Regions from separate parts of the Mus musculus genome. Here all the other regions are linked to region 1. Evidence: chromatin contacts called from public HiChIP or PLAC-seq data. All regions are on one chromosome and are shown on one strand. Each heading gives the region's core, a stretch centred on a gene start, on an enhancer-like site or on the middle of the called end of the contact. The rest is flanking DNA. Distances are from core to core; before and after follow the strand shown. Region 1 has its middle 11 kb from the start of Gm46735. Region 2 overlaps Dab2ip (disabled 2 interacting protein). Region 3 overlaps Dab2ip (disabled 2 interacting protein). Region 4 has its middle 26 kb from the start of Dab2ip.

Region 1 (3,509 bases), core at 818-3,317:
TGAAGTGTCTGAGTTGGGACTTGAGCCTACATTTCATGACTGCTTCCTGTCTCCACTCCCTGGAGGAGTCTCATCCACAACTTGGCGGATACCTCACTGGGATTTGTAAGACCCTGGGTCCAGAGGTGTCATTAGCTCTTCATAGGGATCAAAGTCACAGGCTTTAGGGAACAGGGAAAGGACCCCAGGGCTCATCCACTCCCTGTTTTTAGTGAATTTAAGGCTTAGAGTCTGCAAGTCACTCACAAAGATCCTTTGATGTCACCAGTTCCCTGCTTGTTTTGTTTTGTTTATAAGGTAGTTTCATCACAGTGTCTCTTGGATTCTCAGAACCAATTGATTCTGACTTAGAACCACCTTAATATTAGGCAACTCATCTTGGCCATAAATTAGAATGGCCATAAATTAGCTTCCCCATAGAGATGCAATGCTGAACTGTGAGCAGCTGCAGGGGCTCCTGCCTCTGACCTGCTCTCTTTTCCTCTGCTCCATCCTTTACCATCGGTTCAAACCTCTTAGGACAGCCTTTGCAGTGTGGTGGCCCTCCTCACAGCTTTCAGTGACTCCCCATGGCTGGAGGATGGCCAGCCTCTTGGGGCCATCTTTGTTCCTCCAGAGCCTAGGAGCCCCTTGACTGGTTCTTTCCCTATTTGACCAACTCTTCAAAATGCAAACCATGCAGAGACTCTCTACTGCTCCCAGAAATATGAATTCCTACCCTAAGGTCTTACCAGGAATTTGACCAGGACAGGTGCTCATGAGGGCACTCCAGCTGGGTCCTCGTGCTCAGCCTAGCTCCTCATCCCTTCAGGGACTTTGCAAAGTCTGCTCCTTCTACCCAGAATGCTCCAGACTGAAGTGACCACTGCCGCATGGTAGCCTTCCCTAGTTTTTAGTAGCCTTCCCTAGCTGAGTTAGTGAGACAGAAAGAGAAATCCCAGAGATTAGCACGCAAAAGGCGACATGGAGAGGTTGGGAGCCCTTAGTTTAAGAGAGCATTGTTAGCCAAGGGAGCAGCTCTGTAAAGCCCTAGTCGCCTGCACTTGGGAGGGGCGGGTACTTTGTAAATGACTCATAACTGAGGTCCTGCCTCACTTCTTTCTTGCCTCCGTGGAGCCAGATCACAACGGAGGAAAGGTTTCAGCAGCCTGGTTCCAGCAGCCTCTCGGCTCTAATAAACCATCGCCTTTCCTGTAACCATCCATGTCCCCGTACAGTTCATTGTAAAGGGGCATCGGAACCTGAGAAACCCAGCGCCTCATCTCCAGACTCAGATCCCGATCCGTTCTATCAGTGTCCACTGACAGCTGTCCTATGCCCCTGGACCTTCCGCCTCACCACAACGACCGATCTGATTGTGTGTAGCCTTTAGTTTTCCTTCTGCCCAGACCTTGAGTGCTGAGATGGCAGGAACCTTCTTAATCCCCCACAGCCTGCTCAGTGCCACGAAGGAAGCCTCACACATTGTCCATTTGGCAAGGACCTGCTGAATGAACAAATGGATTTAACAGTATTTGTCAGCTGCATAGGGTGGGTTTATCATTCATCAAACGCGTCTGCGTCTTGGTCCATGCTTGTTGAGTATCCTCTGAGGCTGCCTCCACAGGTTCCAGAGGTGAACCAGTCACCATACGGCTGCTGATCTCTCAGCCTGAAAGAAGAGACTGACATCCCCCAGGTAAAATCATAAGATAACGCCAAGTACAGGAAGACAAAGCCGACGCTAGAGTGGAGAGGGATGTCAGAGAACATCTCTCCCAGGTGACATCTCAGAGGGATGAGTCCTGGCTTCTGAGACACGACTCTCCCCTGCTTGTGGTTGGTTGGACCCAAGGAGCATCCAGGTGTGGCGAACCCGGATTCTCAAACCCTTCCCGTTGGAGCAAAGACTCAGGAGGGGGCCTTCTGTGCGGTGGGTGGGTGCGTGAGGCGGCGCGGAAACCTCAAGCTGCTCTTCGTAGCAGCTGTGACTGGGTTCTTTCTGCGTGGTGAGAGGCGGGTTGCTTTGTGCACCGAGGCCTCAGCTGATTGTGGCCAGGCGCTTGGCACCCACAGACCGCGACCGCCAGGGTTTACCGAGCACCCCCGGCGCCCGGGCGGGCCGTGCGCAGCGCGCCAGCCCAATCTCGCCTCCTATATTCAGAGTTGATTAGACGCTATTTCTGCCTGGATTTTTCAGAAGGCTCAAGAGCTTTTTTAATCACTACAGTGGCTCATTACGCTTTTGCAGTGACACTCATGTCCTTCAGTTCTCTTCTCAGATTAGATTCTATAGTCAGATGAATATTGGATGATTTCATTACATACAAATGCAATCAACAGTTTTGCATAAATTTCTTCTCTTTTCTTGAGTTTCAATTGACCCCAGCACCCGTGGTGGCAGGCGCGATCCACATGCAAATGAGCTGGGTTTGCAGCGGAGGGGAGGGGCTGAGAGGAGGCGGGCACTAGCTCCAGCCGGGGGAGGCGGCAGCCTTGATTGCTCAGGCTTTGGGAGAGGGGCTTCGAGGAGCCAGGGGTGGTGTGCGGTGGAGGGGGCTTGTGTCTAGCCTTACGCTGGCCCAGGACTCCCAGTCTGTTCTCCAGGTGATCCGAAGCATAGGCATGCAGACTATCTGGGCTCAAAATGGACAGTGGAGCCCCTGACCTGGGCACCTGGGCTCACGGCAGGATGCTAGAAGTGACTCGGTGGAGGTTCTTTTTAACAACATGTGTTTTACTGTTTTAGCAACTAGCTGGTGGGTCTCCCTGAGCATTCCTGCTACGTGGTGGCTCTGACCAGATGAGAGCCCACGGTGCTGTTGTTATTATCATTATAGCATCATTATTCCTTGTGGGAGCTTATGCTGTGGTTCTGAGAGCAATCAGCAAACGGTGAAAGCCAGCCTAAGGCACTTGGCAGAGTTGAAACCTGTCTCATAGTTGTTCTCCCCGTCTCTTTCTCGATTTCTCCAGCTCTTTTGTGATGAAGGAAGACTCTTAAGGAGTTGAGCCTCTCGAGACTCCTACAGACTCTTACAGATGTTTGGCAACTCTGTTTCCCTCGGACTGGCCAGCTCTTTCAATGCAGAGCTCATTTCTGATTCACAGGATCCCTTGATGAATGGAGGCATTCTGCACCCTGCCCCAGAAGCACCTGTCTGTCTGCACCTGGGCTCTGAGTCTCTCAGCCCATCTCTCCTTGCTCTCCTGCCTGTGATAGCCCTGAGGTCAGCAGGTAGCAAGCCGGACATGGGAGCTGAAATCACCTTCCCTAGAGCTAAACAGAGTCTCTAAGACTGACTTGAGTTTCTCATCAGAGTTTGCCTCCAGGTGTTCCTAGTGGCCATGATGAATCCTAGATCTGGGTGAAATCAGCACCATGATGGAGGCCACAGGGGGTGGAGATGAAAGGGGACCTAGCTGTACAGTTTAACCTGCCACAGAGACAGCAAGCTTCTGGTATCCCAGAATGCAGGCCTGGATGTGTCCCACCTCACTTCCTTCTGGCAAGGTCTTTAGAAAATCTC
Region 2 (3,456 bases), core at 584-3,083, 540 kb before region 1:
TGTCGCACACCTTTAATCCCAGCACTCGGGAGGCAGAGGCAGGGGGATTTCTGGTCTACAAAGTGGACAGCCAGAGAAACCCTACACAGAGAAACCCTGTCTTGAAAAAAACAAAAACAAACAAAAAAGAAAACCTGGATGTGGGTACAGGGGTCAGGTGTATTTGGCACTACTACCTGGGAAGGTCTTTGGGTGAGGTGACATTTTAGTTGGCCTAGAAGGACATGTGGAATGCTGACAGGTGACAACAGGAAGAGATCAACGATGGATGGGAGAGGTTGAAGAGGAAGGAAATGTAGAGGGGAAAGGGCAGGAGGAGGGATAGCTTGGGCATTGTAAAAGAGGGTGTGTCCTGTGGGAACAGCTCTGGCAATAGCTCTCAGAGCTGGGTGTCCTTGGAGGATAACCTCATCTCTCTGCAAATAAAGTTTGCAGATAAGGGTTTTCTGGTGTTTTGCCTGTGTGCTGGTGACATAAGAGGATTTATTCAGCCCATTTTTGAGGTTGTCATGTCCAAGAGGTGGTGCTGCAGCACCTGACCTTCTATCAGCCCCACCCCTCCTACGATGGAAAAACTTCAAAATTCAGATCACAATGACAACACCGATTTCAAAATAAGTTAACACCCCTTTATGTCTGTCCTCGGGTCACCCAGAATCAAGGCTGAGTGGCTGGGTTCCAGCACCCCTTCTGTACAAGCCTTCCTCAGGGAGTTCCAGTTCTCAGTTCTTCTCCCTCAAGGCGCTTGCAGATTCTGAGCCCAGTGTCTTAGAATTCCTAATGCTAGGATTAGGAGAAACCATGACAAAGTAACATGATAAGGAAAGGGTTTATTCAGTTCACACTTCCATACCTTAGTTCATTATTGGAGGAAGTCAGGATAGGAATTCAAACAAGGTGGGAACCTGGAGGCAGGGGTTGATGCAGAAGCCATGGAGGGGTGCTGCTTAGTGGCTTGCTCCCCTTGGCTTGCTCAGCCTGCTTTCTTATAGAACTTGGGACCACCAGCCCAGGAGTGGCCTCACTCACAATAGCTGTGTCCTTACACATCAATCCTTAAATAAGAAAATGCCCTACAGCTGGATCATATGGAGGCATTTTCTTAATTGGGAGTTTCTCCTCTCAAATGACTTACCTGTATCAAGTTTACATAAAACTAGCCAGCTCCCCTTGAGCCTCACATCTACTCATCATCTGTCAAGTGTGTTCTGTCCAACCTGCAGGTACTGAGGCCTGGCTCCTCACCTGCCTCTTCATTAGTCCAGAAGCTCTGAGTGGGGTGAGGTGGTGAGCTGGGAATGGCTGGTGAATCCATGCATGATCTGAGACAGGTGTCCCCAAATTGGGGACACTCAGCAAACCCTTCAACACCTTGGGCCCCTCCTTAAGGGGTCACTAGAGGATCCTGTACCTATGGGGATTGTTTTTTTTGGGGGGGGGGATCCAAGCGTTTCAGCCTCCATCCTGACATCCAGCCATTGCCTGTCCGCCTTAGGGGGTCTAGATGGCCAGAGTGCTAGTAGGCGCGCTGGCCGTTTGGAGGACCTGCTCTCCCAGCCTTAGTTTCTTTCCTTCATCTGAGTAACCGCTCCTGTCAGTCCCCCCGACGGGGCGGGGTGTGAGGAATCCTCCTGGAGGTTGGGGGGTGTGGCCTGGTTGCAGAGGAAGGTGAGGTGAGGGGCTGTTGGTGGCGCAAGCCACTCAACCCGCCCCCACCCCCCAGCCTTGCCGCCCTTCCCTCTCAGCGCCGGGGGCGGAGGGGGGGGCTCGGGCATCCTCGGCCACGGTCGGAGGCACTCGGCTCTGTCGCCATGGCAACGGCGGCTTAGGGGCGGGGGCGACGTGGCGGGCTGGGCCGGCCGGCGGGCGGCGCGGGGTGGGCTGGGCCGCGCTGCGCGGGCCGGGCCGTCGGCGCTCGGTCGGCGGGCGGGCGGCGGCGCGGGCCGCGAGCTGCTGGGGCCGAGCCCGGCCCGCCGTGGGCCGCGAGGGTGCGGGTCCCGGCCCGCCGCCGCCGCGCTAACCCCGCCTCCCCTTCCCCCTCTTGTCGCCCCGCGCGCAGGGCTTCCTCAGCCGCCGCCTCAAGGGCTCCATCAAGCGCACCAAGAGCCAGCCCAAACTGGACCGCAACCACAGCTTCCGCCACATCCTGCCGGGGTTCCGGAGCGCAGCCGCCGCCGCCGCGGACAATGAGAGGTGAGCCCGTCGCCGCCCCGGCTGCGCCCCGAGGGCGCGGGGACAAAGCCGGAGCCGGGCAGGGCACTCTCCCGCGGGAGTGACGCCTCGCCAGCCTCCGGGAACTCCGGGAACGGGGCCCCCGTCGTGCTGGGGGACCGGGACTGTACCCTTCGTTGCTTTCACCGGCGCACCTAGGAGGGTGCTGGAGGTCCGGGGTGAGGCCGGGCAGCAAGTGCCCTCTCGGGCATGTGGGGTCCTGCCTCGCCTGGCCGAGGTGGGCATTGTTTTCTGAGCAGTGCTGTGCCTAGAGGTAGGGACGGAAGTGGTGCCTCCACCCTCAGGACCCATCCCCGGCCTACCGAGTCCCTCGCTGTCCGATACAAAAGGCATTTTCGGCTGGTTTTTGCCCAGACCCGGCAGCGCTCGTGGCGCGGAAAAGGGTGAACATCTGGAGGGGAGGAGCAGGGGGCTGGGCCGCTTAGGGGGCACATCTGCGCTAAGTAGGGCACGTGCTCCGCTGGGGGCTGGGGCGAGCCGAGCAGGCAGTGGCCAGGCGCTCGGTTAATGGGTATAACCTAAGACCCGGGAAAATGGGCCTTCCCCCTACAGTCTGGGCAGCTGCTCCCCTTCTTTACCTCCCGCTCCCAGGGGTGTCTTCTGTTCCCTGCTTCCTTCTGGGCAAGCTGAGAGCAGGTGTGGAAATTCCAGGGGGAGGTGGCTTGTGGGGCGAAGGGGAGGGGAGGAGGTTGTTGAGCCTGCTTTGGAGTCACTGGCAACGTGCAGGCTTCAGCTCGCAAGGGCAAGCCATCCTGTCCGTGCGGGGGCACTGGGCGGGCACAGCCTCTGGGGGCCCTGGTTCGCATCCTTGAGTCGTGTCAGCCACAGGCACCTTTCCACTTAGGCACAAGCAGTGATGGATTCCTGTGCCAGTTAGAACGTGTCGTGGAGGTGAAGGAACCAGTAGGCTCCAAGGAGCCTTTTCAGCATTCAGCCCCAACATCTTAGGCTCCTGGCATCTGCCTTCCCGGGTCTGTGTCCGTTTTACCATTGGCGAGTTGGCACTTCTTGTGTGGGAGGCACAGGTTGAATGATAATGTCTTTCCTTTCCTCCTTGGTTCCAGCAAGCAAGGAGTCCAAGTTATCCTAACTCCTGCCCAAGGTGGTGTGACGTTTAACTGACACCTAACATCTACCCCAGGGCACCCCTCCCACATCCCAATTAGAACCACTAGACCTTCCATCAGCCTAGAGCTGTTCTTCAGTGCATCCCCACCACTGTCT
Region 3 (3,556 bases), core at 108-2,607, 520 kb before region 1:
ATGGACCCATGGCGGGCCTCTTTGTGCCAGGTGCTTTGTTTTCGGAATCAGAAGTCTAAGAGGCAAGCTTGCTTCAGTGCTGGGTAAAGGGTGTAGAGGGCTTGCTGTACTTATCTAAGGTCCTGAGGCTAGTACAAAAGAACTGCCAGCCTCACAGCTCTTAAGTCCTCTGGTGGACACAGCCTATTGAGGACTGGCTGGCATCTCCTCTCGGCTGGGTTGGGTAGGCTGTTCTCTTAACCATGGGTAAGAACTACTGAGTGTCCAAGAGAGCACGACACATAGAGTCCTGCAGCATCTCTAGGTCCCTGGCACTGATGACACAGATGTGCAAGTGAAGCCTTCATGTGGGCCTGGCCACTGCTGAACTAGGCCAGAGGTAGAGGTTGTTAGACCCAAATCCTTGCCCATGACCATTGTCTCTGTAGCTCCTGAAGGGCAGACCTCTCATAGACAGCCCAAGTGCCAAATACACACATTCATTGAGCACCTATTGCATACCCATTGAGCACCTACTGCACGCCGTGTACCGTGCCAGGTGCTGGGATAATAACTCTGGCAGGGCACTTCATGCTTCCCACGGCTCCTCTGGATCTCATTAGGAGGTTGAATCTCTCCAATTGGATATTTATTTTCTTGTTTTCCAAGTAAGGAGACTGAAATAGAGAGGAGAGTGGCTTTGAGGTGACACCCGCAGCCACCAGCAAGGAACCAAGCCCATCCTGAGCCTTGACCTCTCCCTGGGTTGAGGGTATACTCTGGGGACTCGCAGCTGTTTCTTCCCAAAACTACATGCTGAGATGGAGTTTCAGGAAGCCAGGCCCACAGAGAATCCGTATCCAGGAGAGCAGGACTCCTGGGGCCACAGGAAGCACCTGCCTGGTCCTTGTCTCCACCCAGCAGGAATTGGTTGTTGGGGACAATTGTCTGTGTTTGGGGCAAGTCTGAGGTAGAAGAACAAAGAGAACCGCCTCTGCCAATGCAGCTCTGACCTTGAAAACCCCGTGGAGCTTCATTTAGTGGAAAGAAAGAGGGAAGAATTGGTTACCAGCTTCAAAGCAGGGCAGGCGTCCTGCAAGCAGCATCGGTGGAAACCTTGCCTTTGTGAGTTCTTGCTGTTGAATTCTCTTTTTCAGCTTGACAGAAGTCCTGGGGATCTTTGTTTGGCTTGGCCAGAGTTGCAGAGATGCCAGGATCACTGCTAACCTTGCCTGGACACTCCAAAGGCCTAGCCTTTAAACAAAGGTCATACAGTGAATGATCTCAGAGACCTACACACAGGCTGAACGTTACCAACTCATATGTCCTGCTGTCAGAGTACCCACCTGTGGGAGGGGCCTAGGATCGAAGTGAATCAGTTTGTACTGGCTGGGGGCAGGGCTTTGCAAGGAAGCAGTGTTGCAATCAGGATATCCTGGGCGGGTAAAGCTGGGGCTGACCTTATTTATCTGCCGTTTTAGTCTTTATCCACACACATTGGCAGGTCTTTGCTGTGTGTCAGAACCCACTGTGACCCTAGGAGAGGGTTGGTATGTTGTGGGCCCTGCTTTGCCCATGTGACATAGGAACCCTAGCTGAGGCGCTTCACAGCTGTGGTGACAATTTCAACAGTTTGTAGGGTTGTGTCCTTCTGGGGTCAGAGATGGCTGCTGGGCTTTGGTGGCAGAACTTTGGGCATGGAAGAGAAAGTTCTAAACTTGGTTTTTGTGACATTTGAAAATTTCGCATCTTTAAATGTTGGCAATTGATTCAAAATTTAAAAATGTCATATACTGTGTGGTTAAACAAAACATGAATGTTGACCAAATACAGCCTGCCCTCCAGTAAGAATCCTTTATGGTATGGTTGGCTGGAGTCCAGGAGGCTAGACGGCACCAGGCCAGGCCTTCTCGTAGAGGGGCAGGGCAGAAACAACGGAACCCGCTACCGTTTATTTAGTAGACTGTGCTTGCCCGGCTGTGAGCTGGCTTGGTCCCAGTGGTGTGCAGTGCCACCCTGAGAGCTTCTAGCCATGTTCACTGCCCCCTGGGTACTTCCCCAGCCTTACTACATAAATGCCCCTTTGGCCAGACAAGGGCCCAGAGAAGAAAAGTGGCTTAAGAGACTCCCTGGTGATACCTGTATCTTGCTCTTAGGCAGTGGTGCAGCTACACAGCTGTGGGATGATACTGTCCACACATGTGACCTTGCTGCTGTTAGCACCTGCCAACAGGGCAGGGCAGGCCCTTCCTGTGCTGCTAAGGAGAGCCTTCTCAGGGACCTTGTGCCCCGTGCTCTCCACCTTCCATTGTAGGTTCCTGCTTCTCAGAGCCTAGATCACCTCTGGCCTGGCTAAGGCCTGTCCGGGCCTGTAGGCATAACTTTCCCTTTTGTCTTTCTCCATTGGTTGTCACACTTTCTGTAATCTGTGTTTGATTTACAGAAGATCACCTGGTGCCTGGTCCTTCAGACTGTCCTCCAGGCTTAAGAAACTAATTATTCCTATAGTGTATGCGAAGCCTTAGGGCTAGAGTCAGAGGCAGCTGACCCTCAAGGCATCAGACTACAGACTATAAGTCATCAACAAATTCCCTTACTATATAGAGACTACCCATAAGTTCTGTGACTGCAGAGAACCCTGACTAATACATTGGTGGAACCCCTACAGCCAGGTTTTCATCCTCAGTGTGCGGAAGCAGGAGGAGAATGGAGAGCACCCCACCACTGCCCCTGTATGGCCTTGAAGGGTCTACTACTCCCAAATGCCTGTATCTGAGGTGGGGCTCCTGAGTGTTTCCCAGCCCTGCCTTCTGGGTGCTGACCTGAGTCAGGCAGAGGTCAGGGGTGATGAGAGCCATATTAGCCAGCTCTTAATCAGAGCACTCATCTCTGCCCTCCCATTCTCTTTCTTTATCTTCACTTAGCCTTTTTCAATGCAGAGATAATTAAAACCAGAAGTACTCAGCAGATTCCCACCCCACCAAAACCACCCTTTCCTCTGGAGAAAGATTGCAGGGGCTCACAGAAAATACTGTCCCTGTGCCTGGACCAGGTGCCATCCTCCTGTCCTCAGTTTACTTGGTTGGAAGGCCATGCAGTTTGTGCACCCTTGCAGTGAGCATTCCTGCCTCGCCTACAGCCCACAGCAGCTGGGCTGGGGACGTTCTCTAGGTATTCTAGTCCGTCCAGGAGTGGCGGGGGTTCTGGAGCATGGCTTTGGAGCAGTTTCACAGAGTCCAAGGCAGGCAGGTTGCCTGTTTCATTCACTGGTGCAGACAGAACTCCCTCAAGGGATCCTTAGGATTGAATTATTTCTGTTTTGTTCACCTGTGCTGTACCCTGGGGACAAGGACAGAAATCAGCTGTGGTCCCTCCCTATGTTGGTGTGGGAGCAGTACCTGGTGCTCTTAGGAGGTTTGTTTTCAACACAGCTTTACCCGGGCCTTTGCTGCTCCAGGAGGAGGCCAGGCCCAGGCAGAGGTGGCCTGGGCTTTAGGTGGGCCGTGGAGGAAGAGTCACAGGTTGAGGTTCCCAGGAGTGCCTGGCTTGAGCTCTGAAATGGGTGTGGATTAAGACC
Region 4 (3,312 bases), core at 593-3,092, 610 kb before region 1:
GGGAAAATGCCTTTTTTTCAATTCTGCTTTTATTATTTGAAATTCTCATGGGACCAATTACCCGCCTGTGGGGATTACCTGCCATTTTTATTCTAGTGTCTATCTGCTGGAGTTCTTCCTCGGAGTAATTGATTTGGGTAATTTGGTGCTGCCGAACAGAGAGTGCTGCCACAGAGGCAGGGATCACCTGGCAAGCCATTCTTGGTAAAGGCGTTGCTGCTGATAGTTGCTGAGAGAGGGGCCAGAATGGAGACCATGGATAATGTGTTTTGTTTTAGACCTGGAATTCATATGTGGGCTGCACAGCGCTCTCTTACGCAGACCTGGGCAGGTCACCTGTGGGCAATGAGTGAAAGGCAGCTTGTCATCTCCCATGGGCTTCAGGATCATCCCTGCTGGGCACTGGCTCTGGCCTGACCCTGGCCTTGGCCCTCTCCATCTGTCTCCCAGGAGGCCTGGGAGGAGAGCCTTAAGGAAAGCATCTTTCCGGAGGGAACCTGACCTCAGTTCCTGGGCAGACCCACACGCTGGCCTTGGACCTGTGGCTGGAGGCATGGCAGTTCCTTGGAAGGGGAGGGCTGACCAGTACATCTGACTCCACAGGGGCTGTGCAGGGCTTGATGCCAGTGGAGAGCTCTGCCAGGGCCGGAGGGTGCAGTTCCCCTCCAGTCTGTCCCCAGCGAATACCCCTGCTTTCACTGCTGTTACGGATGTGGGAGGCAGAGCTGGGGTGGAAACTCCTCACTCTGTCCTCTCAAGGTCCCATGAAGGACTCCTGTAGAGGTCTTCTTCTTTCTCCCTGTCTTGCTCACTGAGGAAAAGGAGCTCCCAGGCCCACAGGTCCTGTTCCTTCTCACAGAGAGCATCCTCCCTTATGTGGCTTAGAGACTGTTCATGGGCTGTGGCCTGGGCATGACATGGCATTGGAATACCTACCCTTTTGTTTGCTTTTGCTTTTTAGACAGGGTCCCTCTACAGAGCCGTGGCTGTTCTGGAACTCACTCTGTAAACTAGGCTGGCCTTGAACGCACAGAGATCTTCCTGCCTCTGCTTTCTGAGGGCTGGGATTAATGGAGTTGGCCACTATGCCCAGCTGGACACCTCTACTTTTTTCATGAGGAAGTGGATCCTTTTTGTAGCACAGAAGAGTCCTTTGGGTTTCCTGATGTAGGGCCCCTGTAATCTTCAGTGCTTGGGGAGGGGCAGTTTCTCTGGCTCTGTGTGACTCTCAACTGAAGTTGGCACCATGCCCAGTCACCTGAGTATGTGTCTATTCAGCTTCTGGACTGATATTCCTGAACCCACAGAGACCCCTGGGAACTTGGGAATCTTTGTTGCCCTGAGACACTACTCAGTTCAGCTGTCCAACTCAGTGCTTGCATGGGGGTCCACGAGGGCCTTCTGCCACTAGAGACCAAAGCCTCCCTCAGATCAGCTGGCCAGACTTGTCAGCGTCCACCTGTCTGTCTGTCTGTCTGTCTGTCTGTCTGCCTGCCTGCCTGCCTGCCTGCCTGCCTGCCTCACTGCTTCACTGCCTCACTGCCTCTCTCATCTTGCTTTCACCTTCTCCCAGCTCTGTTTCTCCATTAAGCTGGGGAGGGAAGGTACCAAACCTAGCAGGAAGGGGACAAATACAGGAGGCCCAGAAACACATTCAGAATAGTGATTAGATCTGGAGTTGGAGCAATGGCTTAGTAGTTAAGAGCACTTGCTGCTCTGGCAGAGGCCTTTTGTTTTGTTTTGTTTTGTTTTTGGTTGTGGGTGCATCTAGCTGAGTCCTGTCTGAACTGTGCTATCTTACAAGTGCTTTTAAGCAGGCTCAGGAATGCAGCTCAGTGGGGAAAGGTGTTTACTAACAGCGTGCCAGAGACCTGAACTCCACCCCCAGCACCAGGGGGTGGGGACGTGCTTGTAAGGGCTGAAAACAGTTGAGTCAAAACTAAATAATGTAGACCGATTCTGAGTCTAACCATCGGTGCCCGGAAGCCCACTGACCAAATCCTGTCTTTCTCCAGATTCAGGAAATAATCTGCCTGGCAGGATGGTGCGTGCCCATATTCCTGGCACTTGGGAGGCAGAGGCAGGAGGATCACTGCAAGTTCAAGCCCAGCTCAGTTTGTGTAGTGAGCTTTATCCCATCAGGGCTTATACAGTGGGCTCTGTTTGTAAAGAGAGAGAAATGACCCTCAGTGCTAACTGATGGTGGATGGCTTCCCAAAGGAGTGGCCCTGCCATTCTGAGGAGGCCAGGGGTACCTCTGAGTCCTCAGGCTGTGACAGGACAGAGGTGCTGTCTGGGATGACACCGCCAGCTTGTGTCCACTGAGTGTCTACTAAATGCTGATGCTATTGTGGCTCAGATCTACAGACTTTCCTGCTGGATCACACAAGGCCACGCTTTTGCAAGAAACTGAGGCATTTTTGTTGTTGTTGTTAGTTTGTTTGTTTCCCCTTTCTCTTTTTCTTAGCAAGGGTTTGCTAAGAATTGACCCGTCTTTACATTTGGGTAGCCTGTGGCATGGTGGTCTTGGTCATGACTTTATGAGCTCTGGTAATTCATCCTTGGTTTCTGAAATAGTGATTAAATTCCTTGATTTTAAACTGAGCCTTTTCTGGCTTAGGTGTGAAGTCCTAATAGGATAATGGATGGTTATCTTATTGACCTCTAAACCTTTGTGGGTTTGAAGTAACTTGATTTTCTCCCATGACAGGTCCCTGTTGTGTAGGAGTGCAGCTAGAAGGAGCTAAACAGGGGACCAGAATGTGAAATCAAAGTTAGCAGGGCTCTATGTACTGTGCCTGCCCCACCCTGTGTGCCAAATTTAGCACAGTCAAATATTGTAGACACCAAATCCTTTGGCTGGTCATTGTTTTGAACAAAAACTAAAGGTCCTTCCCGCCCACCCTTCGTCGCAGCCTTCCAGACCCTTCTGCTCAGATGGCAGGCTCCTATTTTGGCTTCTTGGGCCAGCTGCTAGAGGAAGTTGCTGGATCCTGGGCCAGACTCCCCTCCCTCCTACCCTGCCCAGCTGGAGGCCTGGCTGTCACTCTCTGCCTGGTCACCTCTGCCCCCTAGGAGACCTAACAGACCAGGTAGCAAACGCTGGCCACCCTTCCCCACCCGCAGCACCATTCCAAGGTGTTTAAATGGGTCTGTGGGCTCAGCTGAGTTTGATGCTCTTTGCTGACTTGCCCATCTGTAAGATGGGATGACAGTAGCAGCCTCTTGGCTTCTTGGACGCATCTGTAGCTGGCTAATATGTCTCAGGTCCTTACTACCACCTTCGTGGTATCCGCCATTTTTGCTAGGCAG

The links. HiChIP or PLAC-seq counts read pairs in DNA pulled down with a chosen protein or histone mark.
Region 2: a contact with region 1 is called in an H3K4me3 HiChIP or PLAC-seq map of forebrain, with 4 times the contacts expected there. The contact joins two enhancer-like sites. A contact is called at or near these places in 1 of 15 datasets of contacts at CTCF or cohesin (large pre-B cells), 8 of 484 Hi-C or Micro-C datasets (the HL-1 cell line, LSK cells, the N1E-115 cell line and 5 more), 5 of 115 datasets of contacts at active chromatin or transcription factors (astrocytes, bone marrow-derived macrophages, embryonic stem cells and 2 more) and 1 of 9 other capture datasets (embryonic stem cells).
Region 3: a contact with region 1 is called in an HNF4G HiChIP or PLAC-seq map of pancreatic cancer cells. The contact joins two enhancer-like sites. A contact is called at or near these places in 1 of 39 promoter capture datasets (embryonic stem cells), 1 of 484 Hi-C or Micro-C datasets (embryonic stem cells) and 2 of 115 datasets of contacts at active chromatin or transcription factors (extraembryonic endoderm stem cells and pancreatic cancer cells).
Region 4: a contact with region 1 is called in a FOXA1 HiChIP or PLAC-seq map of pancreatic cancer cells. The contact joins two enhancer-like sites. A contact is called at or near these places in 1 of 484 Hi-C or Micro-C datasets (the N1E-115 cell line), 6 of 115 datasets of contacts at active chromatin or transcription factors (cardiomyocytes, embryonic stem cells, extraembryonic endoderm stem cells and 2 more) and 1 of 9 other capture datasets (embryonic stem cells).

The regions. Positions count from the first base shown.
Region 1 is chr2:36,201,189-36,204,697 of GRCm38.p6, forward strand. No RefSeq gene overlaps it. Among named protein-coding and RNA genes, the nearest start is that of Gm46735, 11 kb to the left of the region's middle. Within about 2 kb of position 2,068, at least 85 of the 459 cell types and tissues checked have an H3K27ac peak or open chromatin away from gene starts, as enhancers often do. A contact at or near this core is called in the HL-1 cell line, forebrain and pancreatic cancer cells, where this site is marked.
Region 2 is chr2:35,659,433-35,662,888 of GRCm38.p6, forward strand. Dab2ip (disabled 2 interacting protein) reads left to right here. Exons shown (of 16, transcript NM_001114124.2): 3 at 2,060-2,193. Among named protein-coding and RNA genes, the nearest start is that of Dab2ip, 39 kb to the left of the region's middle. Within about 2 kb of position 1,834, at least 258 of the 459 cell types and tissues checked have an H3K27ac peak or open chromatin away from gene starts, as enhancers often do. A contact at or near this core is called in the HL-1 cell line, forebrain and pancreatic cancer cells, where this site is marked.
Region 3 is chr2:35,679,099-35,682,654 of GRCm38.p6, forward strand. The region is part of intron 3 of Dab2ip (disabled 2 interacting protein); the gene reads left to right. Among named protein-coding and RNA genes, the nearest start is that of Dab2ip, 59 kb to the left of the region's middle. Within about 2 kb of position 1,358, at least 195 of the 459 cell types and tissues checked have an H3K27ac peak or open chromatin away from gene starts, as enhancers often do. A contact at or near this core is called in pancreatic cancer cells, where this site is marked.
Region 4 is chr2:35,594,074-35,597,385 of GRCm38.p6, forward strand. It overlaps a transcript of Dab2ip not described here. Among named protein-coding and RNA genes, the nearest start is that of Dab2ip, 26 kb to the right of the region's middle. Within about 2 kb of position 1,843, at least 26 of the 459 cell types and tissues checked have an H3K27ac peak or open chromatin away from gene starts, as enhancers often do. A contact at or near this core is called in pancreatic cancer cells, where this site is marked.